4 separate regions of the Mus musculus genome follow, and all the other regions are linked to region 1. The links are chromatin contacts, called in public HiChIP or PLAC-seq and promoter capture Hi-C maps. All regions are on one chromosome and are shown on one strand. The core of a region is the stretch at or near the end of the contact, and the rest is flanking DNA. Distances in the headings are between cores, read along the strand shown.

The links. Promoter capture Hi-C pulls out the DNA fragments that hold promoters and counts their contacts. HiChIP or PLAC-seq counts read pairs in DNA pulled down with a chosen protein or histone mark. Capture Hi-C pulls out chosen DNA fragments and counts their contacts.
Region 2: a promoter capture Hi-C map of pre-B cells shows a contact between it and region 1, with 2.9 times the contacts expected there. The contact joins the promoter of Rab10 here to the promoter of Wdcp in region 1. A contact is called at or near these places in 1 of 39 promoter capture datasets (pre-B cells) and 2 of 9 other capture datasets (adipose tissue and liver).
Region 3: a promoter capture Hi-C map of liver shows a contact between it and region 1, with 3 times the contacts expected there. The contact joins the promoter of Kif3c here to the promoter of Wdcp in region 1. A contact is called at or near these places in 2 of 39 promoter capture datasets (liver and pre-B cells) and 1 of 9 other capture datasets (liver).
Region 4: a contact with region 1 is called in an H3K4me3 HiChIP or PLAC-seq map of stem cell-derived neural progenitor cells, with 4 times the contacts expected there. The contact joins the promoter of Dnmt3a here to the promoter of Wdcp in region 1. A contact is called at or near these places in 2 of 39 promoter capture datasets (liver and pre-B cells), 1 of 115 datasets of contacts at active chromatin or transcription factors (stem cell-derived neural progenitor cells) and 2 of 9 other capture datasets (adipose tissue and liver).

The regions. Positions count from the first base shown.
Region 1 is chr12:4,840,388-4,848,045 of GRCm38.p6, forward strand. Wdcp (WD repeat and coiled coil containing) reads left to right here and starts at 2,916. Exons shown (of 4, transcript NM_001170858.1): 1 at 2,916-3,064. It overlaps Fkbp1b (FK506 binding protein 1b), which reads right to left and starts at 1,186. Exons shown (of 4, transcript NM_016863.4): 1 at 1,012-1,186. The coding sequence starts at 1,048.
Region 2 is chr12:3,305,761-3,313,418 of GRCm38.p6, forward strand. It overlaps Rab10 (RAB10, member RAS oncogene family), which reads right to left and starts at 4,209. Exons shown (of 6, transcript NM_016676.5): 1 at 3,532-4,209. The coding sequence starts at 3,658.
Region 3 is chr12:3,360,357-3,368,014 of GRCm38.p6, forward strand. It overlaps Kif3c (kinesin family member 3C), which reads left to right and starts at 4,776. Exons shown (of 8, transcript NM_008445.2): 1 at 4,776-7,175. The coding sequence starts at 5,625. It overlaps I920046F24Rik (RIKEN cDNA I920046F24 gene), which reads right to left and starts at 5,217. Exons shown (of 1, transcript NR_164312.1): 1 at 3,153-5,217.
Region 4 is chr12:3,804,366-3,812,023 of GRCm38.p6, forward strand. It overlaps Dnmt3a (DNA methyltransferase 3A), which reads left to right and starts at 2,615. Exons shown (of 23, transcript NM_007872.4): 1 at 2,615-2,755.

The DNA of each region.
Region 1 (7,658 bases), core at 1,666-4,165:
CTCAGAGGCTGTGTGGGTGACAAGGCCTGGGAAGAAACGTGTATCTGCAAGGAGTGATCTGGGCAGTATCGGGTACTTCCAGGAAGCCCTCGGTTTGTAACCAAGAAGCCCTTTAACTCCCTGCGAAGGAGCATGCCAATAATATCCAACAGCAAGTTTGCTTGTTAAACACTCTGGACCTTGGGGGTGGCTTTTGGTCTGGATTAAATTTTGCTTAAGAAATAGCTACTCCTTGAATATGTTGAATACACCCAGTTTTCTAAATAGTTGAGGAAACTTGGTGAGACAGGGAACCCAGAGATAGATAGACTGGGAGGAGGGGGTGGGGTGGGGCGATGAACCAAATTATGGAACGCGAGTTGTTTTGACCTGGCTGACCCGGCACCATGGACCCCCCAGGAGGATCAAGCAGCAGGTCCGAAGGCTGGGTTTTGACTGAGGAGGGCATGGTAGAGGGCAGATGACCAGGAAGGGTGAGTAGGACCGGGAGGGTGAAATAGGAAGCAGAAGCAGCCAAAGGAGTGGCAGGCTCCCAAATTGGCTCTCTCCACAACTAACCACTGCCCAGCCCTGGGGGCCTCCAGACAAGAGGGGCGGGGAGGTGTGGTGCAATAGGAGGGGTTTCTCTGTACAGCAGGAACCCCCAAAGCGAGATCATCCCTGGAACCGAACAGGAAAAACGGAACAGAAATTCAAACCTGGGAAGTCAGTAGCAGCGGTTAATCGAGAGGTTGCAGCTCAGGAGATAGCAGCCGCAGCCTAGGACAGTGGCTGGACATAACCCCCTTGCCCTAAGGTGGCCGCCTTCACTCCCCAAGGTGAGCGGGCGCAGAATGGGATGGTGCGTTGTCCTCTGAAACCCACAAGAATCGGGGAAGGAGGTCTCCTCCTGTCGCCCGCATCTTTGACCCTCTCCCCGCTTCAGGTCCCCGGAGCCACCTCGGAATCAGATCCCAGCCCGCGGACTCCGCCCCGGGACCCCTCCTCCTCCCGGGCCCAGCCGCCCGGTACCGTCTCCTGGGGAGATGGTCTCGATCTCCACGCCCATCACGGTCCCACAGGCCCCGCCTCCAAGGGGGTCCTCGCGGCTGCCCCGACCCCGGCTCCGCTCTGGCGCGGACCCCGCAGGCACTCCCGCTCGCCTTCTTGCCGCCACTGCAGAGCCGGAGGAGGTGCGGCTGGAGTCAGGACCTGCGCGGGGAGGGGCCGCCGGGAAGGGGGCGGCGGGGTGGAGCTGTGCGACAAGGTGGGGTCGGCCGGGGCGGAGCCCGAGGGAAGCGACCCTGACGTGGCTGCTCCGGATCCTGGCCAGACTAACCACCATTAACCCACTGGCTGAAAGGGGAGGCAGGGTGAGCGAGGCGTGCCGGCACTAGCACATCCACACATCTATCCACTCAGTGTATATTTATTTAGCACCTACAGGGTGCAAAGCCCCAGGGAGTCCACTCAATCCTACAGACTAGGAGAAAGTCGGTAATTAAACTAACTCTTTAAATACGTGTGCTCAGTGCCGTGGGGTTCAGAGTAAAACGGAAGCACCCGAGACTGATACCTACCCGGGTTAGGCTTCCCGAATCTATTGGAGCAGAGCCGGCGAAGGGAAGAAACCAATTATTGACGAATTTTCCTCAACCACCTTAAGACCACATTCATCATTCCTCAAAGTTTTACAGCAGGTATATGTATTGGAGGTCTCACCTTTCAAGGTAAAGGACTGCTCCCTGGGGATTCCAACTGAATTAAAGGAGGATCAGCTCTGTGCTGAAGATACAGCGACAGCCTGAATGGTGAATGCTATAGAAGGAATGAATGAATTCTTTTACCTCTACCCAAACCAAACCAGGATCTAAAAAGATACTTTTGTCCTTCCCCAATCCGAATTCCGCTTCCTTGGTCCTGGGACTTGAATCCAGGGAAGCCAGGGCCTGTTCACTCACGCTAAGCTAACAGAGGTTACGTCCATGGCCCCTAGGAAGATACATTGGGAGGAGAAAACATTTGCTTGAAGGCTGAAGGAGACTTTAAGAAATGCCCCCCACCCCCATCTTTTCTACACCCGTTGCACAGATCTGAATTTGTTTCTGACAAGAGCCAATGGGAGGTGAGTATGGGAGAAGGACCTATTTATTCAAAGGCCCAGAACTGGAACTTGACGCATTTTCCTCAGTTTCTCCATCTCCACTCTTCCAAGTGGCTAGCTCGCAGATACTAGCTTGCCAGGATACAAGGACTAAAGTTGGTGCTCAGAAAAGCTGGTTTACGGTACTGTGCACGTTAGGATCAGAAAAAAACCCGTGTGTGTGCCCTAGAGTCGTCAGGGCTTAAGGCAAACAAACAAACAAAAAAGCTTAAGACACCCCACCCTCCAACCCTGACCCTCACCCCCCTACTGGTTATGGCCTTGGGCAGGTACTTTGAGATCGGGGTAGAACAGATCTGCTACTTGGGCAGGCCTACGAGGCTGGCTTCAGGTAAACGGATGTATTTACATTTTGGGAGTGATATTTTATGGGATTTTTAAATGTGGAGTTCTTGACTCCCCTCTAAACTAAACACTAACTTTTTACACATGTTGACTGTAGAATTCCGATTCCCTCTTGCCAACCAATTTTTTTTTTCTCTGTATAGCCCTGGCTGTCCTGGAACTCACTCTGTAGACCAGGCTGGCCTAGAACTCAGAAATCTGCCTGCCTCTGCCTCCCAAGTGCTGGGATTAAAGGCGTGTGCCACCACGCCCGGCTCTTGCCAACCACTTCTAAGAGAACAGTTGAGACCTGCGTGGGAAAAGAGGTTGAAGCACTTGAGGTGTATTGTGAAGATTTTCGGGCGGTGATTTCGCGGGAACTACAACTCCCAGAAACACTTGCGGCAAAGCCCGCGCTTAATGGCCATCGGAAGGACCCGCCGCTAACGTGACGCACTCAATAGCCAATAGTCTAGAGGCATCTCCGAGGTCCAAAGGCCGAGGCTTCCGTTAGGTGCCCGGGACTTCTGATTCCCGGTCCTGTGACGTGAGCGGCCCCGGGATTTTACGTGTGGGACGGGGAGGCAGAAGACTAAGGTATTTCGTTGTGTGTGTGTGTGTGAAGTGGGTGGCACTTCAGGCCCAGGGATGTAGGCGTGGGGAGAAGTTGAGGGAGAGTTGGAAGAGGACCAGGCTGCAGTAGAAGCAAGCTCACGGTGTGGGTTTTAACAAGTGCCCTTGGGATACACGAGTGATACTTCTGGTAATAGAGCTTAAGGAATATAGCCTTGTTTGTAGTAAGTTAAAGTCGCCTACGAACTTTGAGATGTTTGAACAAACCGAACTAAGAACTTGGTTTAAATTACAAATGATAATAGCCGAGCTTTTGGTTAATTCCAGGAGGCTCTAACGGGATGATCAGTTAAGCTGTTGCCAGTATCTCTGTCTCACGTCTCTCATCCTTCTGGGAAGCTAGATGGGGAGTTTTGGTTTTGGTTTGGTTTTTATCTGGTTTGGTCTTTTTGAGACTGGGTGTCATTTTGCAATCAGTGCTAGCCTAGACCTAGCTGGACTCGAGGCAGTGTGTGTGTGTGTGTGTGTGTGTGTGTGCCTGCGCCCGCGCGCCCGCCTCAGCGTTTGCGCACGCACGTGCACTTGCTTTGGTGCATAGCTGGAAGTCATAGGACAACTTTTGTGAGTTGGTTCTCTCCTGCCACTTTGTGGGGTCCAGGGGTTGGACTCAGGTATAAATAAGGCTTGTGTACAAGCCCCTGATAACTGCTGGGCTATGTTGACTGGCTTTCAGGTTTTGTTTTGTTAAATGATAAGATCCTTACTTGCTTTGGCTTTACTAACCTTACATCAGTGACTCCCAAATCCTTCCCTGTGACTGCCTAAGGTACATCTACTGCTACCTTACAGGCACCTTCATGAAACACGTTTAATACCACTACATAAAACTCATCTAATACTAAATTTTGTCACAGCTTGCAGTATCTCAGTCGGTGGAGTGTTTGCCTAGCATACAGAGGGTTCTGGGTTCCATCCCCTGCACCGCATAAACTGGACCGGTATTATTCTCAATACTCAGGAAGTGCAGGCAGGAGAACAGGAAGCTCTAGGCCTGTCTGGGCTACGTGAGGGTCTGTATGAAAAATAAATACCTTACATACTACACACCTTTCTCATCTTCAAAGCATGCCTGCCTTCTGCATCTCTGACTAATGGTTCAACTCTTTCTCAAGCTAAAATTTTGCATGCTGTCCCTCAAGTATTTTTCAGTCTTCACATTCTGTGAGCGCAGTCTTTCTGTCTTAGAGAAGCGCCTCTGGCATCCAGCACCTCGTCTTCCTCTGGGAAAACAGCTGCACACTTTGTTTCCTCTCTCTTTTTTATTTTATCCTTTTTCTTTTTCCATTTGGTTTGGGGTTTTTGTTTATCTGTCCAACCTCCCCCCCGACCCCACCCCACCCCACACACACACGGGGTTTCTCTGTGTAATCTTGGCTGTCTTGGAACTCACTCTATAGATCAGGTTGGCCTTGAGATCTGTCTGCCTCTGCCTTTCCGGTACAGGGATTAAAAGAATGCACCATCACCGCCTGGCTCCTTTTTTTCCCCTTCTTGCTCTGGCCTGGTTTGCTTTGTCCCAAAGATTGATTGATTGCTGGCCTGGTTTGCTTTGTCCCAAAGATTGATTGATTGATTGATTTAATTAATTAATTTAAGTACAGCTGTCTTCAGACACACCAGAAGAGGGCATCAGATCTCATTACAGATGGTTATGAGGGCATCAGATCCCATTACAGATGGTTGCGAGCCACCATGTGGATGCTGGAATTTGAATTCAGGACCTCGGGAAGAGCAGTCAGCGCTCTTAACTGCTGAGCCATCTCTCCAGCCCTTGCCTTTTTTTTTTTGTTTTTCGAGACAGGGTTTCTCTGTGTAGCCCTGGCTGTCCTGGAACTCACTCTGTAGACCAGGCTGGCCTCGAACTCAGAAATCCGCCTGCCTCTGCCTCCCGTGTGCTGGGATTAAAGGTGTGCGCCACCACACCGGGCTTGGTTTGTTTTTTCTGAGGTGGGGCACACATACTACAGCAGATCTGTGGAAGTCGCAGGACAGCTTTTGTGAGTTTGTTCTTTCCCTTAACTTTGTGGGATTCTGAGACTGACCTCAGGTTTTATGGCAAACACTATTTATTTATTTATTTATTTATTTATTTATTACATGTGAGTACACTGTAACTGTCTTCAGACACTCCAGAAGAGGGAGTCAGATCTCATTACGGGTGGTTGTGAGCCACCATGTGGTTGCTGGGATTTGAACTTGGGACCTTCAGAAAAGCAGTCGGGTGCTCTTACCCACTGAGCCATCTCACCAGTCCTATGGCAAACACTTTTATGGGCTAAGTCAACCCACTGACTCTTTGTGCACCTTATGGTTGTGGTGTTCAGACTCTTCCCCCTCCCCCCATGTGACTCTGGTCGGCCTGTATCTCCCTCCCACCCCCAAGATAGATAGATAGATAGATAGATAGATAGATAGATAGATAGGTAGATAGGTAGTAGATAGGTAGGTAGGTAGATAGGTAGTAGATAGGTAGATAGGTAGGTAGATAGGTAGGTAGGTAGATAGGTAGGTAGGTAGATAGGTAGGTAGATAGATAGGTAGGTAGGTAGGTAGGTAGGTAGGTAGGTAGAGGCTTATGCTGCCCTTTACTCTCAGAGATCCTGCTACCTCTGCCTCCTTTAGGACCAAAACAGATCAAGTTAGAAAGTTGTATCTGTAGCAAATAACACAGGCCCTTAATGTCTTGATGCTTTTTGAAAGAACTTCACTCCTTTTACTTTGGGTGCTAGGGATTGGACCTAGGGTTTTGAGCATCTGAGGCTGGAATCTACCAATGACCCACATCCTCAGATTCAGAAGGACTTTTTTATATGCTGAAGGTATATGTTCGGTAGTTGGGTTTGGGAATAGAAAAGTGATTTAAAAAAAAACAAACAAAAAAACAGCAAAATAACCCAGGTGGTTATTAAAGGGTGCACGCCTTTAATCCCAGCACTTGGGAAGGAAACGGGTCTCTGTGAGGTCGAGGCCAGTCTGCTCCACAGAGTGAGTTCCAGGACAGCCAGGGCTACAGAGAGAAACCCTGCCTCACCTCCCTCCCAGATCAGAACAACAAAATAAAAAGCCAAAATGAGGGTCATCAGGGTGACCCAGCAGGTCAGGATGACTGCTGCCAAGCCTAACATCTAAGTTCACATCCAGGACCCATATGGTGGAAGGCAAGAACCAACTCCCAAAGGTTGTTTGCTGACCTCCATGTGTGTGTGTGTGTATGTGTGTGTGTGTGTGTGTGTGTGTGTGTGTGTGTGTTTGTGTGTGTATGTGTGTTTGTGTGTGTATGTATGTATGTATGTATTTGGGTTGTTGAGACAGGGTTTCTCTGTGTAGCCCTGGCTGTCCTGGAACTCACTCTGTAGACCAGGCTGGCCTCGAACTCAGAAATCAGCCTGCCTCTGCCTCCCAAGTGCTGGGATTAAAGGCGTGTGCCACCACTGCCCACCTTAGCCCTTTGATCCTTCAGAGACATTTCAGGATACATTTTTTTCTAAACATTGCAAAAGAATTTTAGAGATCTATCTGTCTTTGTTAAACACAGACAATAAGCTAGTTGGGTGGAACCCTGCTCAAAATTACACCTCCCACCGTGCCTGAGCCTACCCTTGCTCTGTTCTAGATGGATCCTGAACTCAGGAAACCATCTGCCTTTGTAAGCATGAACAGAACACTCAGCTGGTTGGGGTCCTGTGACCACCACTCCCTAAGTCTCTTTATCTCCATCCTTAGTAATTTTCTAACAAATCGGCTCACGGCTCAGCTGCTTTTGTTCCTTTAGAGTTGTGAAACCCCTCATAATTCATTTTGCATACTTTTTTTTTTTGCATGTTTGAGAATATGTTTTCAAACTCAAGTATTTAGAGCTCTTTCCTGTATCCTTAAGGGCTGTCCTGAAGGTCCCAGTACTTACCATTCTGCTGAGACAGAGCTATACTCCTGGTGTTTCTAATTATCATGGAGTCATAAACAAGGAGGGCATTCCTCAGGAGAAAAGAGGCCTCCACTGCTGTGGACCCAGAGAGTATGTTCATTATTACACAAGCAAGCCTGACACCCACGGCAGCCATTGACATTCCTGGAAGCTCACACTGGAGCCCTGTCCTAGGGGCAGGAACCATGTCAGTCTGTCTCGATTAGGGCCATGCTGGCCTTGGCACCCAGCCTTTACACATTCACTGATCCGTGTTGGGGAAACTGCCTGCTGATAGGCATGGGGTCTAGTTCACAGATGGAGCAGTTGCCTAGCATGTCCAGGTCCTGGATCCAACCCTCAGGGGTGAACAAAAAATGATTAATATTCTTTGACTGTTTAAAAGCTACGATTTTTTTAAGTCTTAAAACTCTTTATGAACTAAGTATATTTTTATATATTAATATTTTACTATAAGAAGATAATTTGGATATATGATTATTAAAAAGAATTCCCTCCAAATACAGAAATTGAAAAGACCACTTTGTCTCTCTCTCTTTTTTTTTTAAAGATTTATTTTATTTATTATATGTAAGTACACTGTAGTTGTCTTCAGACACACCAGAAGAGGGCATCAGATCTCATTATGGGTGG
Region 2 (7,658 bases), core at 2,959-5,458, 1.5 Mb before region 1:
AGATTTCCAACAACCAAGTAAAAAGCTAGGCATGGCATAGGGAATCCCAGCACTGGGAAAAATGAGACAGGAGGATCTTGAGGGCTTGCTTGCCAGCAATCAATCAGCAGGCTCAGGGTTCAATGAGCGACCCTATCTCAAAAAGCACAATGGAGAGAACAGAGGCCCACACCTGACCTCATCCTCTGGCCTCCACATGCAACACAAACACACCCCACAAATTTCTCAATTATCAAACAGCTAATACTTACTATTAAGTAAAATCTGATCACAATTTATTTACTTCACAATACTCAGAAAGAAAATTAAAAGTAAAGTAGTAAAATAAGTTAGCCCTGGTCCAGTATGTTCTGTATGAAGAGGGTATCACTGTACTATATCCTATCTCTCCTCCTACCTCTGTTCATTATTCATCACCCACCTCTTCTAGGACTTAGCAACTACAGGGGGGAAAAAAGGCATAGACTCCTGCCTCTGTATTATTATATATTATAATATGTTATATATTACATTATATATATTAAATATTATTCAAATGATCTTAGACTCACTTTTTCGATGTTGTTAGCAGTCTTGCTATTTGACCCTGTGATCCTCCTGCCTTAGCCACTCAAGTTTTGGAATTAGAACCACCGCCAGCTGTGACTTTAGATTCACTTTGCAGATTTTGAATTGTTAGCCTCATAAACTTAAATATGAAACATACCAATAATTTATTTTTGCAACAGTATGCAATAGATGGGATCACAAAAACTTACATGATTTCTAATATGGATATGTAAGAATTGAAGGTATACAGAAAAACAAGAACAGTCATCCTGGTGAGCACTGTAAGAATCATAAATCTAAAAAGCCTTCCTTCAGAGCTATCCAGTAAGAAGCAAAACCCACCCGGCCTGGAATCCTTGCAGCCCAGTCCTTTGAAACCCTTGTAAAATGACTACTGCTTTGTTAGTGCAGGTTTTGATGCTAGGTGTGTATCTCAGTGGTAGAATGCACACCTGAAAGGAGACAGGACTCTGGTCCACTGAAAATATGTTGTATTTTACATGTCCTAAAGTGATAAACATTCCAAGTATCTTTAGTTAGATATGTATCAATTGACTACTTTTCTGTTGTTTAGACATATACTGTCAATATATGGTAGCAACTAGTCACATTGGCAACAGAGCTGAAATATGCCTAATATAAATTGAGAAGAGCTGTCCATATAGCTCCCACACTAGTTGGAAACAATGTAAAATATCTGTTTAAAATTGTAGGCATATGTGCATCTTTGACGAGTTGAAAGATATTAATTTTTTTCCTTTGTGACTACCAAAGTTTATGAGGCTAACAGAATTCAAAATCTGCAAAGAGTCAAGTATGAGCTGGACTAAGAATTGTCAGAATTTTGTTCATTTTCTTAGCTTACTTTATTCAAATCTTGTGTCAAAACATCAAATGTTTTTATATCAAAATGTATAAATGTCAGAGGTTATTGTATAATTGTTTAGCAGAGCACCAACAGATATTCAAGCAGCCATTACACACAAGACATATTCAATCCATAAAGCAACTTATTCTGTCACACACCAGTATCAGGAAGGCCATATATTCTGCACAAATCTGCACTGTGTTCCTACAAAGTACCTGGCACCATTGTTAGGTGCTTTGCTCTCGCTGACCTGTATTAATCCTCACAAGCACCATACATGGCATTTGCACTGTCGAATAAGACACTGTAGCCAAAGTTGCAATTCCTGTGGAGCCAGGAATTCAAAACAGCAGGCTGCATGGGAAACAACCCATCTCCCTAAGTCAAAGGACAATGAAGACTATGGATACAAGGAGGACTGGAGGTGTAACTCAGCAGCTTGCCTACCACGCATGAGGTTAGTCAATGCCCAGTACCTGAGGACAGGCAGCTGGGGGGCTAAGTAGCTTTCTTCACCAGGAAACTTTACTTCCTACTTTCACCTACCCGTTCTCAAGAGCAGGTTAAAAAAAAAAGGATCGCACACTAAATTCTCTTTCAAAGAGGCTACCTCTCCTCTGATCCAATTCATACTTGTCTTTCAGACTACGTTTTAAACATCCATGCAAAGCAGATTCCCCATAATTCAGACTACTCCCCTTCCTCCCTCTCCTCACTCTAGTGCTTTGCACACTGTTGTTGCCTTCTTTATCAGAATGCTCAAGGGGTCTATTGTATCGACCACTTATTTTCAACGCTTTTAACAGTGCCTAGAACTTGGTGCTCAATAAATATTTGCTGATCTAGCCACCTGACTGACCCAGCTACACTTCAAAGCAAACTTAGTGCTGTGTAAGTGCTAACCCACTAAGCAGAGGACAAGTTCAAGCTTCGTGATATTTTGACAATCCTGCCCACCAGTAAGGTAAAACAACCTATTTTAAATAAAAATTTGCTCATCTTAATTGCAGTATAACTTAAGCATATTTTGCGAAAATATGCTTAAGCTACTTACAAATATGTCTTAAGGAAATCCTATACTATAAATTGGTTAAAACAAGATTTTCACAATTCTTAAGGAAAACCACTAGAGTCGCTTCTCATCGTGAAGCTAGTTACATTTATCACAAGTTTTCCTGCACTGCTCTAATGCCGGAGCTGAGGTTCAAAAATGAAAGACACCGGATACTTTAAAAAACCAGGGAGGGGGGTGGTCATGTACAGTTACTTTGACAAAATTGATGTTGGTGCCAGCGTCAAAACGACTTTCTTGAAACCTTCCCTTTTCATTTCCGAAACAGGAAACCCATTTAAAAGGTCAGTTTTTATTTCCATACCAAGTAATTCCGAAATATGTGGTAGTACATTAGAAGTCCTTAGAGCCATGACTGACGAAAGATTTTCCTGTAAATTCTAACATCAAGTAAAACATTAGAACTTGACTTGATTCCATTGGGTTGAAAACAGAAACCGTCCATCTGCTTCGTTGAGGTCTTGAAAAAGCACTGTGAGCCAACCATGCCAGATTCCCACCCCAAGCACGAAGGGCCTCCGATTGTTTGACACATCAATGGTTCAGTCAAGACAGCCAACTCACTTTCCCCCGCCCCTCTCATTTTCCTTAATGATTCTGCAACTCTCAAGTTTACTCCAAGTTACAGTCAGATAGAATATTTTCTCTTTGACCCCCAATTCGGGCCTTTGCCACATAGCCAGTACTGCTTCAATCCCAACCACTAAATTACGTCTATTACAAATAGCACATCAAGTAACTTCATGCAATTATGGTAAGGCCAGGCAAGTCACTTAAAGAAACCGGATTCTGGAACGCTGCTAAATGCTGCATATTTTGTGCCAGAAGGCACCGAACAGAGAAGGAGACTTGAGACCGGATGGTAAGCATGGGAAGACCCCGCCCCAGTAAGGCTATTCCGATTCCAACAGTAACTTAGGTCTGTCGTCTGGAATCGGAATCACTGGAACAAAGGCGTAAATTCCGGGAAGCAAGATGTCTGGAATAAAAGAAAACGGCTCGCGGCTACAGAGCCCCCACACCATCCTCCCACAGGTCTTACCTATGGTGGAAATAAAGGTGGTATTGAAGGCATCGTCCGAAAAACGAAAAAGGACGCAGGTCTTGCCCACTCCCGAGTCCCCGATCAGGAGCAGCTTGAAAAGCAGGTCGTACGTCTTCTTCGCCATTGGGAGGAGCGGCTCGGGCGCTCGCCGCCGGTAGCCCCAAGGGATCGGAACTGCTCACTACAACCAACTCCTCACCCGGGCGTTCTGGGGCCGCAGCAGCCGGGTAGCGTGTGCGGAAGGAGAAAGCAGCTCTCGAGACGGAGCAGGAGACCTTCCGAACGGCCTCGTCGAGGAAGCCCCGACGGTGGCGGCGCCCGTGCCTCCGAGGGGCGGCGCCCGCGGCTCCGCAGCCTCTCCCAGCCGCTCCGCCCGGTTCCGGGGAGTCGGTCGGGACAAAATGGCCTCCCCTCCCCCCTCAGCGCAGCTCGGCCGGGACGCTCCCACGGGCGGACGAGCGAGCTCTACGTCGAGGGAGCGCGGCGGGCTTGAACACGGCCTCCGCCCGGAGCAGAAACCCCGCGCTAGGACACGGGCGAGGGCAGCGGGAGGTCTCGCGAGCCGACAAGCCCTGCTACATAACCCCAGGAAACAGAGCCGCCCCGGCCAGAGCCACCTTTTTCCCCGTGCCCTCTCACGCCGGCGTGCGCGCAGCCTGAGACGCACGCAAGGACGTACACCCGCCCTTCTCTCGCGCCCTCGCCCCTGCGGCCCGCCTCTGCGCACGCGCGCGGGCGGGCAAGTAGGGCACGCGGAGGCGGGACCAGAGGGGGCGAGGCCGCGGGCGCGCTCCCTACGGCCTCCTGATTGGGTGAGCGGCTTGACGAACACGCCCCGCGGGGGAGGTGCGGCCCGGGAACTGCGCAGGCGCACTACGTCCGTATAGCTCCTGCCCTCCCTCCCTTGCCTTTTCCGGGGCGCCCAGCTGACTGCTGGAATCCTCTACTCCCTCTCAGTATCCTGTTGAGGAGCTAAGGATGTTAGCCCAGCGACGGGCGTGGCTGGCTGTGTGTGTGTGTGTGTGTGTATAGTTCATATAGATGAGAGAGAAAGAAGTGCTCTGGGCCACTCAGGAACCTCCTTACTAAACCCGGACATCTCCAGAAGAGATCCCGCTTGTGGGCTGGTCCTGACAACCTGGTCTCCTTAAGAAGCTAGAGTTGATAGAGCCGGGATTCCAAACTGAAAAAGGCGCAGCGCTCCTGGGGTTGGAATGATGTCATCGGCCTGAGGAACCCCGGGTGCGGGGAGAACCTCCCTGCGAATGGAAGCTTCTTTGCTGCTTCGGGCCTAAGCAGCCCTTGGAATCCCGGGAGCTGAAGCGCTCTATTCAGAAAAGGCGGGCGGTCACTGTAGCCAAAGTTGTACCACCAAATCGAAAATCTGAAAGCCTGCCCCATCCCAACCGATCTCTTCCTTGCTTTTCACTTGTTTGTAGGTTGGTTGTTTTGTTGCAAAGTCTGTACACCAGTACTGACTTCCAATTCATGAATCTCCAGTCTCAGCCTCCTGAGGGCTACTCTGGTGGGGTAACTCCACCACACCTGTGCCATGTCTTTTCTCTAGTTTTGTCCCTTTTCCCTCTCTCCCTATCAGTTTTATTTACACCTCCCTTTTCTTCCTTTCTATAGTCGAAATAAGCAAATTTCTAACTTACCTTTCTAAGTATGCTCCAGCACCCGCAGAATGTGATGGTAGAATGGTTGAACCTGATGAGCTGATTCACCAATAAGGAGATTTTTATTTAGGTAAATTTTATATACACACACACATAACTAATTAGCATATAACAAATATATAAGCATATTAAATAAAAATAAGCTACACTTTGGCAGACACCTCGCCATCACCAACATGTGCATTTCATGTGTAAGTAAAGCCTTTGATCATGTTCTTTTCTGACCATCTTAGATGTGATCATGCTCTTCAAAGACTTGTCCTCCTTCTAAACACCCATAAGCCTTTGAAGGTGTTTGTGTTCTCTAAACCATCTCCCAGTTGATTCTCTGATTGGTTTTAGTTTTCTCATTAAACTATATCCTCCAAATCATTCTTCCTCCAGCTGGGACTGTCGTGCTGTATCATGAATCAACAATTCTATTAAAAGTTGTCGGTAAGCTTCTCAGCTTTGTCTTAGCTCAGTCATAATCTTGAGCACCCCAGGAAAATCTTCAAGGAGCTGGGGATGTAGCGCACTTGTACAGTGCCTGTCTAGCATAAATGAAGCCCTGGGTTCAATTCTTGCAAGTTGGGGACCAGAAAATCAGAAGTGTAGAGTCATCTTTGATAACAAAAGAGAATTGGATGTCAGCCTGGGAGACCTTGTCAGAATGTGGAGGTGGGTTGAGATTATTCTTTCTCAAATAGCTCAATTGATTAAATTCCAATACTGTAAAGCATTCTGAAAGTCCTAGTCTGTAAATTACCCAGGCAAGCCTCAACCTTCTCCAGATTCGCCCTCCCAAGTTTGCAGGTGTGTGCTACCGCCCCTTCTTGAATGTAATTGGATTTATTAGTTTTTAAAGTAGAAAGCTGAATTTGGGAAACAATACTATCACACAAATTTGGGAAGTAATGGACTGCTAGAAATAATTACCATTTTTTTCAATTTTTTATTAGGTATTTATTTCATTTACATTTCCAATGCTATCCCAAAAGTCCCCCACATGCTCCCCCACCCACTCCCCCACCCACCCACTCCCACTTCTTGGCCCTGGCGTTCCCCTGTACTGAGGCATATAATGTTTGCACGACCAATGGGCCTCTCTTTCCACTGATGGCCGACTAGGCCATCTTCTGATACATATGCAGCTAGAGACATGAGCTCCGGAGGGTACTGGTTAGTTCATACTGTTGTTCCACCTATAGGATTACAGATCCCTTTAGCTCCTTGGTTATTTTCTCTAGCTCCTCCATTGGGGGCCCTGTGATCCATCCAATAGCTGACTGTGAGCATCCACTTCTGTGTTTGTTAGGCCCCAATAATTACCATTTTTAAATTCATTCTATATCCCAGTTGTTTCCAAACTTTGTATTCTGAAATTTTGCAAATTATTTGGTCATATTTACTAACAGTTGTTTTCATTCTTAAATCAGGATCATGGAATGGTAGATCCTTGAGATCATAATTTTGTTGGATGTAGTTAAAATGTCTGTAATCCTAATACTCAGGAGCTGAGACACAAGGATTGGCTGCTCAAAGCTAGCCTCCAGCAAATACTGAGCTAGAGACCCTCTCATTCTTCCCATCCTTTCCCAGCTACAAAACTAAAAAGGAATTGACTTTCTGGTTATTGGGAATTGAACCCTTATACATACTAGGCAGGTCTTCACCCACCTCTCTGATTCCTCCTTATTCTTTTATCTGAGCTCCTTTCCTTGGTGACTTTGTTCTTCCTAAGAATGGCATCTTTGCTTGAAAGGTAGGTTGGCCTTGCTGTGTCATCACCTAACTGTAAAACCAGCTTCTTCCAGAGTCTATAGGACTTTGCCTATTTACTGCTACCCATTTCCTGTGTTCACACCCACAATCTTCTACAGGGATTTCCTTGAGGAAGGTTTTCATTAGACAGACCTGATTGTCCAGAGGCCACGGCTATTTTTATCACCATTTGCTGCCTCCCTGTTGGCAGTAGGCGTTCAAGAGATTGCAGGCCCAGTGAACTACCCTACCTCCTACATCTCTCTAGAAAGCAGGAAATGTTTTCTCTCCCATAGTTACTATGTATCTTCTTGCTTTCAAGGTTAGTTTTATGTGGTTTTCTCCTTGTAAAATGTACCTCAGATCACTTGCTATCCCTTCAGCCTTGAGCTTAAATGTCCTCACCATAGCAACCCCTGCGCTAAGCAGCTTCTTTCCCTTCTGAACTCCTTCAGTACTTCTCAAAACCAATGTGTTGTGGGCTTGGTCTATAATACCAGCACTGGGGAAGCATATGTAGAAGGTTCAAGGTAAATTCTAAGCCAGCCTGATAGCAAGATAGAAGCCAGCCAGGGCTGCAGAGTGAGACCCTATTTCGATCAGCAAGAAACCAATTATGTTTTTAAATGTATTAACTTCACAATGGATAAATATTTCTTTTAGAAACTTCACTGTGGCTCATGCCTGTAATGCCAGCAGATC
Region 3 (7,658 bases), core at 3,526-6,025, 1.5 Mb before region 1:
CAGTGGAAGCCCTGGGCCAGCCTGGTTTGCAGAACAAGTTCCAGGACAGCCAGAGTTACACAGAAACCCTGTCTTGAAAAAAAACAAAAACCAAACAAAAAAGAAAGACCTTGTCTCAAAGTAGAATAGAGGACTGGCCAGACGGCTTGGTGGGGAAGAGTGCTTGTTTCACAAGAGTGACTGCGTTACTTAGGATTCTCTCTGTCTCTCTCTATTAAAAAATAAAGTTCTGAACTCTGGGTGTGATTTGAGGGTGTTTCCAGAGGGGTTTACTGAAGGGGAAAGCAGGCCTGTGTAAGGAAAGTCTCATTGAATAGTGTAAGCAGGACCCAGGTGGGGTTGAGCTGTGGAAGATGAGGCTATGTAGACAGGAGTAGAGGGAGGAGGACACCTCAAGCAGAGGAGCAGCAAGGGAGCACAGGGACACAGGGAAACAGTGGTGCATCTTAGGGGGACTGCAAGTCAGCATAGCTGGAGAATAAAACATGGAAGAATGGTGGAGTCTGGCGTGGTGGCACACGCCTTTAATCCCAGCACTCGGGAGGCAGAGGCAGGCGAATTTCTGCGTTTGAGGCCAGCCTGGTCTACAGAGTGAGTTCCAGGACAGCCAAGGCTACACAGAGAAACCCTGTCCCCCCCCCCAAAAAAAAACAACAACAACAAACAACAAACAAAAAGAATGGTGAGAGATGGGGCTGGAGAGATGGCTCAGAAGTTAAAAGCACTGGCTGCTGCTCTTCCAGAGGTCATGGGTTCAATTCCCAGCACCCACATAGAAGCTCACGTCGGTCAGTAATTCCAATTCTAGGGGGTCTGGCACCTTCAAACATACATACAGACAAAGCACCAAGACACGTAAGACAGAAATACATAAATCTTAAGACACAAAACTCTGCTTTGAGAGACACTGCTCTGTGTGTGGATGAGGGGGAAAGGAACGTATTTACTTCTTTAGAAAAGGAACTTGTTTGTTTCTTTGTAGCACAGGCTGACCTCACACTAACTGTAGACCAAGGTTGACCTTCAGTTTCTGAATCTCCTGCTTCAATTTCCCAAGTATTCAGATTACAGGCATTTGCCACTGTGTCCAGATTTTCAGAGGCTGAGGATCAAAGTCAGGTTTTTGTCTGCTAGGCAAGTGCTCCACCCACTAAGCCAGATCCTTAACCCTGGACTCCCCTTTTCTTGAGTACCTTTTGTGGCCTAAGAACAAGCACACATGTCTTTTGACCTAATCTTTATGTAAATCCTGTAAGGGAAGGTAAACACTCTTATCCTACTGTGAAAAAAGCTGTTCGGAGACACTAAGTTATTTAGAGGGAATTTCATCTTGGAAGCACTGGTTTTTCACCCTCGGCTCCCAAGCAGAAGAACCTGGGCCAGTGGGAACGATATATATCCAGTCCTGCTGGCAGGTGAGTTGGCCCAAACAGAGATGGAAGTGCAAAAAGCAAGCCAAACCCAGCAAGGAAAGGCAAGCCAAACCCAGCAAGGAAGTAGTTCAAGAATCAAACACTATCCAGAAGTCAGTTGTTAAAGCCAAGAAAGGTAAAGTTTGCACAGCCAAAATGTCACCAGAATTTGGCCCCAAAGCCAAGTTCATCACTGGAGCTGGACCAGCAGAGTCAGGAGGAAGGCCAGGAACCTCTGGAAGTGGGCAAACTACCAGATAGACCTTAAGCTGCTGGCCCAGCTAAAATCAAAATTCTAGGAATTAAGGGGTAGCAGTGACACAAGGAGATAAGGTGTTTTTCTTTTTTGATTTTTTGAGATGGGCATTCTCTTGTCCAGGCTGATCTTGAACTTGTTCTGTAACTGGGGATGACTAAAGTCTTGATTTTCCTGCTGCATCATCTTAGTTTGGCTGGAGCCATACCTATTTTTATCTCCAGTTTTTTTAATTTGATAAACTTTATTTTACAAACTTGTGAGATAAGAGCTGGGTAGTGGGGGTGGGGGTGGCAGTGCACCCTGGCTTTTAATCCCAGTACTGAACAGGCAGAAGCAGGCAGATCTCTGTAAATTTGAGGCCAGCCTGGTCTATAGAGCAAGTTACACGGAGAAACCCTATCTCAAAAGACCAAAACCAACCAACCAAACAAAAACAAAACAAATTTGTGAATAAAATAAACATCATACACCAAAACCCATTTTTAAATAATTATTTATTCTTATTTTCTTCCTATTTTATGTCTTGGAGTGTTTGCCTGCACTTACGTATGTGTACCACGTGCACTCCTGGTGTTGGTGGAGGTAAGAAGCTGAAGTTGGAGTTATGGATGGTGGTGAACCAAACCCAGGCCCGCTGCGAGGGCAGCCGGTACTCTAAATGGCCAGGCCAGTTCTTTAGCCCTCAAATCACTTTTAAGCACTGAGGAAGCTGAAGCAGAGTGTAATGTTGGGCAGAAATCACAGCTGATACTATGTGACCTGGGAAGATAACCCAGGCCTGAGGAACTGAGTTGTGACCCCCCAGTAATCCCTGCACTGGGGGGACTGGGTCTGGGGTAGGAGTGGGGTAAAGACTGTCACATCTTTAGAGCTCACTGGCCAACCACTTACCCAGTCAGTGCATTCCACAGACAGGGAGAAACTACCACAAATAAGCAAACTAAAACTAAACAAACAAAACCAAACAAACTCAAGGGGCTTCTGGAGAGATGGCTCGGTGGTCAAGAGCATGTATTGCTCTTACAGAGGACACTGGTTTGGTTCCCAACACCCACATGGCAGATCATAACTATCTACAACTCTCATTCCAGGGGATCAACATCCAATTCTGATCTCCGTGGGCACCAGGTACATACACGGGATACAAACATATATAATGTTGGCAAAACATTCAAATACATAAAATAAAATTCAAAAATCTCTGTGTAGCCCTGACTATCCTAGAACTTGATTTGTAGACCAGGCTGGCCTTGAACTCAGAGATTCTGCCTCCCAAGAGTTAAGATTAAAGTCACCTTGCTAACATTTTTTTTCCAATGAGGTCAATCTCTGACTTAGAGAGACATGCATGTGCACATGCATATGCACACGTGCACACACCCACACACACCTAAGTGCACATATGCACCATACAGGATCTGGAATGCTAGGCCCAAGGTTTAATTGATATAAATTCCATCGTTTTCTTTTTTTCTGCTATGGAAGCACCCAGTCAGAGAAAGCTTCTGGTTTTGTTTTTTAAAGATTTATCCAGGGGCTGGTGAGATGGCTTAGTAAGAACACTGACTGCTCTTTTGAAGGTCCTGAGTTCAAATTCCAGAAACCACATGATGGCTCACAACCAATTGTAATGTGATCTGACGCCCTCTTCTGGCATGTCTGAAGTCAGCTACAGTGTACTTATACAGTATAGTAAATAAATCTTTGGTCCGGAGCAAGCAGGGACAGAGCGAGGAGCGAGGCTGATCAGAGCAAGCAGCGGTCCTAAAAATTCAACTCCCAACAACCACACGAAGGGTCACAACCATCTGTACAACTACAGTGCACTCACATACATAAAATAAATAAATAAATCTTTTTAAAAATTTATCTACTTTTACTTATATGAGTACACTGTAGCTGTCTTCAGACACACCAGAAGAGGGCATCAGATCTCATTACGGATGGTTGTGAGCTACCATGTGGTTGCTGGGAATGGAACTCAGGTCCTTCAGAAGAGCAGTCAGTGCTCTTAACCACTGAGCCATCTCTCCAGCCCTAGAGTTTCTGATTTAATTTGCTTCTCTGTTGCTGTAATAAAACACTGCCCGCCAAGAGTAACTGGGGGAGGAGAGGGTTTATTTGCGCTGCAGGGTTCCGGCATCAGGACCTCAAGGCAGGAGCTTGAAGTAGCAATCATGGAGAGACATTATTTACTGGCTGGCTTCCAGACTTGCATTCTGCTATCTTTCTTATACAACCCATTACTACCTGCCCAGGGGATCACCTCCCACAGTGGGTTGGGCTCTCGCCTCCATCAATTAGCTATCAAGAATATACCCCACAGACCAATCAGATGCAGGCAATTCCTCAGTCGAGATTTCCTTTTCCCAGACATCTCTAGATTGTGTTGACAAAAATTAACCAGCACAGCTTCACAGATGATGAAATGCTTGTGCTGCCCAAGTGGCAGAGCAGTAGAGGAAGGACTGTAACAGGATCTCTGGGCAAAGGCACAAGGGTGCAACTGTCATTTCTATTACAGCCTGTTGTCTCCTTAAGAAGGGTTCGGCGCCTAGAATAGTGCCAGGGCTCCACGTGAGCTAGAAAAGTGTGTCAGCATGGTTTTTAGGAGTATAGACTGGATCAGAGTAGTGGAGGTAGGCTGAGAGGTCAGAAGATGGACAGGCCTTCCTAAGGTCATGGAGAAGTAGTTGGAGCCAGAGGCCATGTACAGACACAAGAGGTGGAATCAGTTAACTGTGCTTCCCGCAGAGCGTTAAAAGGAAGGCCAGGAGTAAACCAGACTAGGGAGAGAAAACACAGAGCCCAATAATGTTTAGGAGTTTAAGCTCTAGGAGGCCTGGTGACACCCTGAGAAATGGAGGACAGTGACATGTGCCCATCTGCAAGCAAAATGGTTGGAGCAGTGAGAAACCGAGAATGGCGGTTGCCGAGAGAACACGCGTGGGTAGTGCAGCCTCAGCAGACACACTCAGGGGTTGCATGTGGGAGGAGGGGCTCCCAGACTTGAGGACTGGAGAAAGCATTAGCAACCTGACAGAACCGGGTTAACAAAGGAAGGACTACATCTCCCAGCATGCTCGGGTTCGGTGGGGTGACGGCTGGCGGTGGCTGCGCCGCATCCGACTGGTGGGCGCGGGACCTGGGTGGGCACCGGAGCCTGTCATCCCTGAGGGGTCCGTGGGGTGCGGGCGGCGATGCACCGCTGTCCCTCGCCCAAGGGCCGCGCCGGGCTCTTGTTCCCCGCCCCGCGGCCCCGCCCCTTGCCCCACCCCAGACGGGAGACCTAACCCGGGCCGCAGCGCAGCGGCCGCAGCAACATCACTCTCACCGCCGCTGTTCCGCCCCATCCTTTTCTGTTTTTCTCTCATTCTCCGGTGGCGGCGGCGGGGAAGGCGAAGGAGAGGCAACAGCAGCCAGCCTTGGCTGCAATGAATGATCCTCCACCCGGAGGGGAGGACTCCAGGTGAGCCTCTGACCTCGGGAGGATCGGGACCCTCCGAGCCGCCCAGGACTCGCATCCCCCGCCATGGATCCCTAGGGGAAGGGAAAAAGGAGGAGGAAAAGACAGCTCTGCCGCCCACCCCCATCTCATTTTCCTCTTCCTTTATCTCATTGTTGCCGAAGCTGTAGCCGTAGCGCTCACTCTTGCTCCAGCATGGGGTGGATTCCAGGCACTACCCTTCGGCAGGAGCAGCTTGCGCGGTAACCTAGGGATTCTGCCTAATTCTACCTCTCCAGACTGTGCACAGAAAGCCGCGGAGAGCTGTGGAGGCCTGGACTGCAGCAGTCTCGGGGCCAACTCCCTGCATCCCCACCCTGGTAGGCTGCATGCGGATTGAAGAGAGGTGCCTGAGGGCTGGGCCAGCCCGACTGATCCCGACCTAGGAGTAGGGCAGAAGGACCGCCCAGGCTGCAGAGCGGCCCACCTGGAAGGACAGAGGTGCAAGATGGCCAGTAAGACCAAGGCCAGCGAGGCCCTGAAGGTGGTGGCCCGGTGCCGCCCCCTCAGTAGGAAGGAGGAGGCTGCTGGTCATGAGCAGATTCTGACCATGGACGTGAAACTGGGCCAGGTGACTCTGCGAAACCCCCGCGCGGCACCCGGGGAGCTGCCCAAGACCTTCACTTTTGATGCTGTGTATGATGCTAGCTCCAAGCAGGCCGACCTGTATGACGAAACGGTGAGGCCCCTGATAGACTCAGTGCTTCAGGGTTTCAACGGCACCGTATTTGCCTATGGCCAGACTGGCACTGGCAAGACCTACACCATGCAGGGGACCTGGGTGGAGCCAGAGCTCCGCGGGGTTATCCCGAATGCCTTTGAGCACATCTTCACCCACATCTCCCGCTCCCAGAACCAGCAGTACCTGGTTCGTGCTTCCTACTTGGAGATCTACCAGGAGGAGATCCGAGACCTGCTATCCAAGGAGCCAGGCAAGAGGCTAGAGCTGAAGGAGAATCCTGAAACAGGGGTCTACATCAAGGACCTCTCTTCCTTTGTCACCAAGAATGTCAAGGAGATTGAGCATGTGATGAACCTGGGGAACCAAGCCCGAGCAGTGGGCAGCACCCACATGAATGAGGTCAGCTCTCGGTCCCATGCCATCTTTGTTATCACAGTGGAGTGCAGTGAGCGTGGCTCTGATGGCCAGGATCATATCCGAGTAGGCAAGCTCAACCTGGTAGACCTGGCCGGCAGTGAGAGACAGAACAAGGCTGGTCCCAACGCAGCTGGAGGGCCAGCCACACAGCCAACAGCTGGTGGTGGGAGTGGAAGTGGCAGCGCTAGTGGTTCTGCCAGCAGCGGAGAGAGGCCTAAGGAAGCTTCTAAAATCAATCTCTCGCTGTCCGCCCTGGGCAATGTGATTGCTGCTCTGGCTGGCAACAGGAGCACCCACATCCCCTACCGGGACTCCAAGCTAACCCGGCTGCTCCAAGACTCACTGGGGGGCAATGCCAAGACCATCATGGTGGCCACACTGGGTCCAGCTTCTCACAGCTACGACGAGAGCCTCTCTACCCTGCGCTTTGCCAACCGAGCCAAGAACATCAAGAACAAACCGCGGGTGAACGAGGACCCCAAGGACACACTGCTGAGGGAATTCCAGGAAGAGATCGCTCGCTTGAAGGCCCAGCTGGAGAAGAAGGGGATGCTGGGCAAGCGACCTCGGAGAAAGAGCAGTCGTAGAAAGAAGGCCGTGTCTGCCCCAGCCGGCTATCCAGAGGGGTCCGTGATTGAGGCCTGGGTGGCCGAAGAGGAAGATGATAACAACAACAATCACCACCCACCCCAGCCCATCTTGGAGGCAGCTTTGGAGAAGAACATGGAGAATTACCTGCAGGACCAGAAGGAACGGCTGGAGGAGGAGAAGGCTGCCATCCAGGATGACCGCAGCCTTGTGAGTGAGGAGAAGCAGAAGCTTCTAGAAGAGAAGGAGAAGATGCTGGAGGATCTACGGCGGGAGCAGCAGGCTACAGAGCTGCTTGCAGCCAAGTACAAGGTAAGGTCCCCAGACAATGCGAGTACTTTGATTGGTAGATTTTCATTTGAGGGTCTGTGAGTTGGCCTGAGTGGGATATCCCACCTCAGGACCACACACTGATGACTGCTCCGGAGCAGCTAAGCAAAGTACCATAATACTAGGTAGCTAGGTGCACTTACATGCGAGCATCCACACCAAGCAAAGTGGGGAGATGTCTTGGACCAGTGGACTCCAGATGCTCCGACCACCTCTGCCACTGTCTACCTGTGCAAATGACCCCAGGATTGGCCAGGTCTATGAGAAGCCACGCAGGACCTCTGTGAGTATGGCTTCTCACTTCTGCATGGCCCCCTCTCCTGATACTTTTTCTTCTCTCTGCAGTGTCTTTGGGCCTCGTATCATATTAATAGTATCAGACATTTGGATAGCACTTTACAGTTTACAAAGTACCCCATTTTTATATCATCTGGTCTCATCTTCATAGGAGCCATTCCAAAGAGT
Region 4 (7,658 bases), core at 1,365-3,864, 1.0 Mb before region 1:
GCCCCACTTCCCGCAGCTTCCAGAACCTCTCAAAACAGTACCACAACACTGGGTGTGGTGGCACACACCTTTGGTCCCAGCGCTGAGAGGCAGAGACAGATGGATCTCTATGCGTTTGAGACCAGCCTAGTCTCAAGATGAGTTTCAGGACAGCCAAGGCTACATAACAGAGACTCTGTCTCAAAAATAACCCAACAATAATAACAAAACCAAACCCCACAAAACAACAACAAAAGCCCACCACCTGCAGAGGGCCAGCCCTTTAAAGGGCCTGCCCATTAATGTGTGAGCCTATCTAGAGGGATGCTTCTTATTCCAACTGTGACAGAGCCTCAAGGTCAAGCCCGTCTCAGCAGCACCCAGCACTGATGTGCTTCCTCGCTGGACCAAAGACGCAGTGTTGGTGTCTCGAGCCAACGGTGACGCCCTGCAACTGCTACACACTGGTCCCAAGTCCCCTGACAGTTGCTGTGGGCCTGACTACATGAGCATCACAGACATCCCATGCTGTCATGGCTCCCCATGACAGCACCATCAGTACTGAATACAGACTTACATTTGGCTCTCTCATTTGGTCAGTTTTGGCTTCTTCCCACTGTAATATGCTGACCTGAGTCAAATGAACCTGGACTTAACTCTTGCTCTGCCACTTCCCAACTCAGGGTTAAGCCTGGATGGCTTTTAAAAATTGTGCATAAGCATGTTTTTCTTGCTCCTGTGTACCATATCCCTGCCACATCCCCTGGATCTGAAGTTAATAGTCAGTTGTGAACTGGCATGTGGGTGCTGAGAACTACACCCAGGTCCTCTGGAATAGCAGCCAGTGCTTTGGACTGCTGAGCCAGTCTCTCCAGCCTCATGGTGAGCTTTTTGTTTGTGGTGTTAAATCCTGAACCCAAGACTTGGAGGTTACCAGGCAAATGCTCTCCCACCAAGTTCCATCCCCAGTCCAAGCATGGGTTTCTTCACTGAAAAGTTGGAGCAGTACAAGTCACTCGACAGATGGAAGTGTTTGGTGGCTGGTGGCTACTCTTTAGAGGTAGTGCCATATAACTCTTGAAGTCGAGGCCTTTCTCTAAAATGGTCTTGTCCTTAGTCAAGCTGGGAGCATCATTTGGAGGGCTATGGATTTGGATACAGGAAGCCTGCAGTTCATACAGTCATTCAACCAACATTTATGAGGACGTAGCATGTACAGGTGCTGAGCTGTATTGAAGGCAAACGGTGTCCTTGTCCTCACAGGGCATGACGAGTCCTAAGAACTGGCCAGGTGAAAGACTATGGGTGGCAGAAATGAACACCAGTAGTGGAGGGTGGGGGTGCGATATTGAGTGCTATTAGGAAAGGTCAGGACAGTTGCTTTGGGGTAGGGAAGACTGAAGTGTAAATGTGCCCTGCAAATAGGAAAGGGTGGTTCTGTATTTCAATGAATTAGGCAACTGTCCCTTTGATCCTCAAATGGGGTGAAGTGTTCTAGGTGGGGCGTGTTCTATGGGAACCTGCTTCAGCATTGAGGGTCTGCAAATAAGTGTGCCGTGGGTGTGGGAGATGCAACTCAGGACACTGGGGCACTGAAGGGCTGGATGGATGGTGCTGTCCAGTGACAGGAGGGAGGAGCCTGACAAGGAGGCTGGGAGTCAGGGGATTCAGTGCCAAGCTCCAGTGATGGTAGCTGGAGAGGTGAGCACTACAGACCCGGAGCCCTGAGAGCACCCCCACACTGAGGGAGCCAGGTCTAGTGCCCGTCTGCAGAGAATCTTGCAGCTGGAAGAGGCAGGCCTTCAATGTCATTTAGTTCAACCTTCCACCTCTTCAGATCTTTCCAGAGCCCACCTGAGGGCATCCAACTCTTTTTGGACACCTCAAGGTACGGAAAGCTTACTGCCTTCTAGGGAGCCCACTCCGTGGCGGTGCTCGATGCTCTAGGATGGCCTCGAGGCGCCAGGCGCTCCGACCTTGGCCCTGTGCAGCCGTCTGGCCACCGCGGCACCTGGCTGTGGGTGGCGACGCGGCTGAGCAGGCGCTGCTGTCCCCAGCCCCAGTGCTGAGGCGCGCAAAGCGCAGTGGGCTCTGGTGGAGGTCGGGAGAACTGCAGGGCGAAGGCCGCCGGGGGCTCCGCGGGCGGCGAGGGGGGGGGACGGGGGGGGGCAGGCACTTGACACCGGCCCGGGAGAGGAGGGGCAGCTGTCCCTACGACCAGTGCTGGATGCGGGGACCCAGCGCAGAAGCCGCGCCAGGTAGAGGGGCGCCGCAAGGTGGGGAGGTTGCGGCCGGGGGACCACCCGAGGGGCACAGGGCGGCCGAGATCGCAGCTCCGGCAGGGTGCCCGGCCCGGAGCGCCGCAGTCGGGGCGCGGCGGGGTCCCGAACCCGCTCCTCCCGCCGGGGGCGCTAGGACCGTCCGCGGCTCGGATAGCTCCCGCCGCGGCGCCCCGGGGCCCCCGGGGTTGCCTCCCGGGCGGCTCCGCAGCGCCGGGGCCAGAGCCAGCGCGGCCACGGGGGGCGAGCGGCGGGCGGAGGCCTGGGCGGCGGGCGGCCGGAGGGAGGGAAGGAGGAAGGCGGAGAGAAGAGGCGGGCGGGGGGGACCCGGCGGAGGAGGCGGAGAGAGGGAGCGCGACAGCGACGGAGGGAGGGAGCGCGGCAGGCAGCGGGCGGGCCGGGAGGCGGCGCGGGCGGCGGCGCGAGCAGAGGACGAGCCGGGACGCGGCGCCGCGGCAGCAGGGCGAGCCGGGCCGCCCGACCCGCCGGGCCACACGGTAACCAGCACGGCCTGCGGCCCGGGAGCTGAGAGGGCGGGCGGGCGGGAGGGCACAGCAAGGCGGTGGGGAGCGCGGCTCGGACCCCGCAACTCGGCGCGCGGTGCTGAGAGCGCGGACCGCCCGGGCCGAGGGTTTGTTTATGTCCCCGCCGCTCGCCCGCCGCTCCTCTTCTGCGCGCCGCCTCCGCCGCGGACGCCCCTCGGCGCCCCCGCCCGGCCCGGGCTCAAGTTCAAGTCCGTACAATGCCGCGGGGGGCCTCCGCCGGCCTGCGCGCCGCCCGACGCGCGCTGCCGCAGGGCCCCGCCGCCTCCGCCTTCCGGGCTCTGCCCCCGCCCGGGGGCCCGGTCGGGGCCTGCGGCCGTGCGCTGCGGAGTGCGGACGGGACCGGGAATCGGGCGGCGGGAGGGGAGAGGAGGGGGAGGGGGCGCGGGCGGCCGGGGAGCGCCGTGGCCACGGCAGAAAATGGCAGCCTGGCACGACCCGGGCCCCGCGCCCGCCCCGCCCCTCCCCCGGGCCTGCAGGCTCCGCGCGGCGGGGGGGACCCTGGAGGCCCCCGGCAGGGCCCAGGGGCGGCCGGGGCCCGCGCCGGGGAGCGCGGCGTCGCGATCTTCCCGCGGCCACCTGTGGCTTGGGGGTGCGGGGCGCCGGCGGGCCTGGGAGGGGCGCGCGCGTGGGGAGCGTGCCCGCTCGGGGGCGCACGCTCCCGCGGAGGCCAGGCGGAACGGCGTGGAGGGGGGGGCGTCGCGCCCGGCTCCTCCCTGCCCCCGCTGCGGGCCGTGGGAGCGGGGTGGTGGTGGCGGCGGCGGCGCCGCAGTATGGGGGCGGGGCGGGAGTGGGCGAGGATCCCCGGGCCGGGCCGCGGGGGACTAGAAGGTGCGGGGGCGGGAGCAGCAAGGCTGGAAATGTCTCCGGTGGGGATGCCGGGGTCGCCCCCTGAGGCAGACTCCCCTTGCATACACTCACACGCACCCCCGCCGGGCCGGTGTAGACGTGTCCTTGAAAGCTTCGCATCTGCACAGTGAAGGACGAGGCCTCGCCGAGGCTGCGGATCGGGGGTCTCAGTCCCCATGTTGCCCTCACCTCAGGAGACACCCGAGCCTCCGAGCGGCTCCGGCCGCGGTCCGTGTCCTGCCCTCACCCGGACTCCCTACTCCACGCCGTCTTGCCCTCCCTCGTTGGCGCGGACCGAGCTGGCGTGCGTCCAGGGCCCGCCCCCAGCCTCCCCCAACCCCTCTTCGCGGGGCCCGCAGCCCTATGGCTGCCAAACTTCATTTTGCTTTCCTGGAGCCTGCCTTCTTGGGGGCACCCTCTCCCTTCGCTCCCCACTCAGTAGTTGCTCTCCCCCTGTCTCTGCATCCCCTCCTCTCCTCTTTTCCTGCAAGGCCAGCTGAGTAGGTGTGGACACCCTGGGTGAGAGAAGGCTCCCACTGGGTTCTCAGAGCTCCCTTCCCGGGCTCCCAGGGGGAGCCTTCTGTGGCTGCACCTTGACCTAAGATGGCGTCTTGCACCCAGCTGGGCAGTTCTGACCTGCGTAGGGCTGGGGAGGAAGGGCGGGCTAGGGACTGCATAACTGCCCCCTCTCAAACCAGAGGGGACAGGAGCCTTGGGGAGGAGTATCTTCGGCCGAGTGACCCAGCTTGCCCCTCACTGCAGTGCCCAGAGACTGCCATCAGCATCCCCGGGGACAGTTCAGTCTTCATGTTTCACCCTGAGCTGCCAGCGGCTGAACCTCCTCCTGGGCAGGCTGTGCAGGGATTCTGGGATCAGGTGCTACTCCACTGTGCCTCCTCCCTCCCAGGCAGATGTGACAGCTGCAGCCTGGGGAGCTATTCTTGCGTTGCTGGGGTGTTAGGACTGACCTGTGGGATTTGGAAAGCCCAGCAGCCTGGCAGACCCTCTTTGGGCTATCCTCTGTGCAGACAGGGGCCATTTGCAGGTAGTTAGAGCAGTCACTTGCTTTTGGATAGTTGGGTTGTGTAAGTTCCTGTGGGCTTTGGGGGCAAGCTGACTTGTCCCCTCTGCCTCTGGGGTCCATTAAGGCCCTTGTGGAGCTGTTATTGACAGGTAATTCTGTCGAAGAGTGGTGTGTGTGTGTGTGTGTCCAGGTAGGGGCCCCCAAGCCAACTTATGTCATAGGTCTGGCACCTTCCTCCCCCTTCCCTGTGGCCTCCTTCTCTAGGCCCTGCTGCCTCTCAGAGCCCCCCCCCCCCCGCACTCCTCCCCCCCCCCCTCCATGCTTTATCTTTGCACCCTTCCCCCATCAGATCTGCAGCTCCTGATTCGTGTGCTCCTGGTGGCCCAAACTTTTTCTTGTTACTTGGCCCAGCCTCTCCGGTGTTCGCCAGGAGCCTAACCTGAGGAAAGGTGTGTTCCCTTTAGACTCAAGGTCTGCTTTCCACAGTGGAGGAGCCCAAGAGAGGCCGCCAATGGCCATTTGTCAGGGTGTCTGCAGGCAGGATTCCTCTGTGGGGTGGGGGTTGGATGCAGCTTGCAGGCCCATTCCAACTTTGAAATTCTATGGCTCTGATTTTCCTGGTGGAATTTCAGACCCAGAATAGGGCTAGAGTGGTATGTTTTCCCTCCACGGTAGTGGTCATGGAGAAGGTAGGGGCTGCCAGGGGTGGGCTTTGGCAGAGAGGGGAGAGATGACGTGTTGATCTGTCAGGTCTGACTGCAGAGGATGGAAACCACAGCTTCCCTGAAGCCTCTCCACTTGGTGCTCTCCTGAATGTACTGTGTGGAAATGTGTGTGTGGGTAACTTGCAAGGGTTGTCCCCAGTCCAAGCTGTTGTATGTCCCTGGGTCCCTAAAGGTAGTTCACCATCAGTTCCATGCCCGGTCCCCCATTCTTTCCCACAAGCCAGCAACGGACAAGATGGAGCTGAAGGATCCTTGTCCAGCCTCTCTGGGTGGGAGGAACTGAAGGTGATCTGCCTTCTTCTGAGTGTTCCGTTCATTCGACATTAGTGGTGCCCATGAGGAAGGCTACTAGACAGGCTCCCTACTCTCTCCTAGGATGCATTCTGTCCTAGCCCTTCAGTTGCTGGTTAGTCCAGTGGTTATTGCCTGCATGTAGGCCTCCGTTGAGAGAGCACCTGGAGAGTTCAGCTCTCCTCCACCCCCACGCCCCCAGACCCAAGTTACTTCCCAGATTCCCTCAAGATTTCCATCTCAGGGAGCTAGATAAGGCACACAGAGCCTTACCTTTCAGATGGGTGGACCCTCTTCTAGGATGTTCCCATGAACACTCCAGCCCTTAGGAAGGGACCTAGGAGCCCCTGGAGCATTAAGAGCTGGGTTGGGGTCTTTGTGGGAGAGGCCAAGCGGGTTCTGTCCCGTTCCTTATGTGGTTGGCTCTGCCTTGCAGGGCCTGAGAAAGAAGGGCTGTTTACCCCCCCCCCCCCCCAGCACTTACTGCCGCCTCCAGGTCCTGACCTAAGTCTCCTTCACCACCTCCTCCCTGCTGTTGATTGAGCAGGTCTGGCTGGTAGAAGTCAGAGCTGCAGTGTGATCCTTGGGGGAGTTGGCTCTAGCTCCATTTTAGAAGCCGGCAGCTTTCTCAGCAAGGCTGGGTTTCTACAGGAACTCTGCTGCTCCCGACCAGGGCTTTAATAGTAAATTAAAGGTGCCAGGCTCCTTTCTCCTGTCCCCTTTCCTCCTGTCCCCTCCTACCCTTGAGTAGGAGGGCCCTGCTCTGTAGTCAAGCTCTGTAGACTGGCCTTCAACTAATTTCTTAGCCTTTGTCTCCCAAGTGCTGGCATTATAAGGGGGTTTGTGTAAACTTTAAGGGCTTATTTAGGGTCATTTGTGGTGGGTTTTTTTTTTTTGTTTGTTTGTTTGTTTGTTTTTGAAATCATGCTTACCCAGACTGGTCTCAAACCTTCTTCAGCCTTCTTTAAGCTCTCTTGTATCTGGGGTGACATGCATCTGGCTTCATTTGTCTTGTTGATTATAGTGTTTTTCCCAAAGAAATGAGCCAATCCAGTTCCATTAACACAAGTCTTTCACTGAAATCTGTGTTGTGTCCGAGCTGCCTCCATTTGGCTAATTGTGTGGGCAAGATGGGGTCCACGCTGTGTGTCTGCATATTTGCGCAGACATGTATGGACACACAGCTTGCTTTATGTGAGCCAGGTTCAGCATGTCGTGTGGTAAGCAAGGGTCCTGGAGTTAGGGGGAGGTATCTGTTGACTCAGCGTAGCTGTAGGACTTAACTGCTGGCTGCCAGGACGTATGTAAGAGCCTAGCGCCATCTTAGCCAAGGGGCAGTGGATGTGTGGGTTGCTGTCTCTGCTGTCTGCATTTGGGGTGCACCGGGCAGCGGGGGGGGGGCATTTTGAAGTTCCGAAAAACCCCATCCTGTCTCTTTTATAAAGCCTTGGTTTTATAAGAATGATCCTGACAGCACTTGGAAATCTTGGCAGAGTGCTTCCATTCTCACAAATGGCTCTGTCAACAGGTTGTGTGAGCACCTTCAGTCCTGAGTTTGCTCCAGCTTTTTATTCTTACCCTGCCTTGAATTTCCGTAGAATTTTCCCTCATGTTTGCTTCCGCTTGTCTGAGATTTTATTTGCTGGGCATTTCCTGTCAGCAGGGCTCAGTGCCCGCTTTGAGGAGTACCCAAGTAATTAATAATGCAGGGTGCTGGAGAGGGAGGTCACTGCCAATTGAGAGGTCAGAGCAGGCTTCTAGGAGGAAGGGGCAGCACCGAGGGCCTCAGAGCCCAGGAGTAGAGTGGGGGAAGAGCATCATGGGGGCAGCCTCGGTGTGGGAATGCTCACCCATGGTGGATGCCTGGGAGGTGGAGGGGGCCTGGGAGGTGCTGGGGTCTTGGTAAGACTCCCCAGTAGTTTGGAGAGAGGGTTCCTGCACTTAGTGACCCCTATGTGTGCCCAAGAAG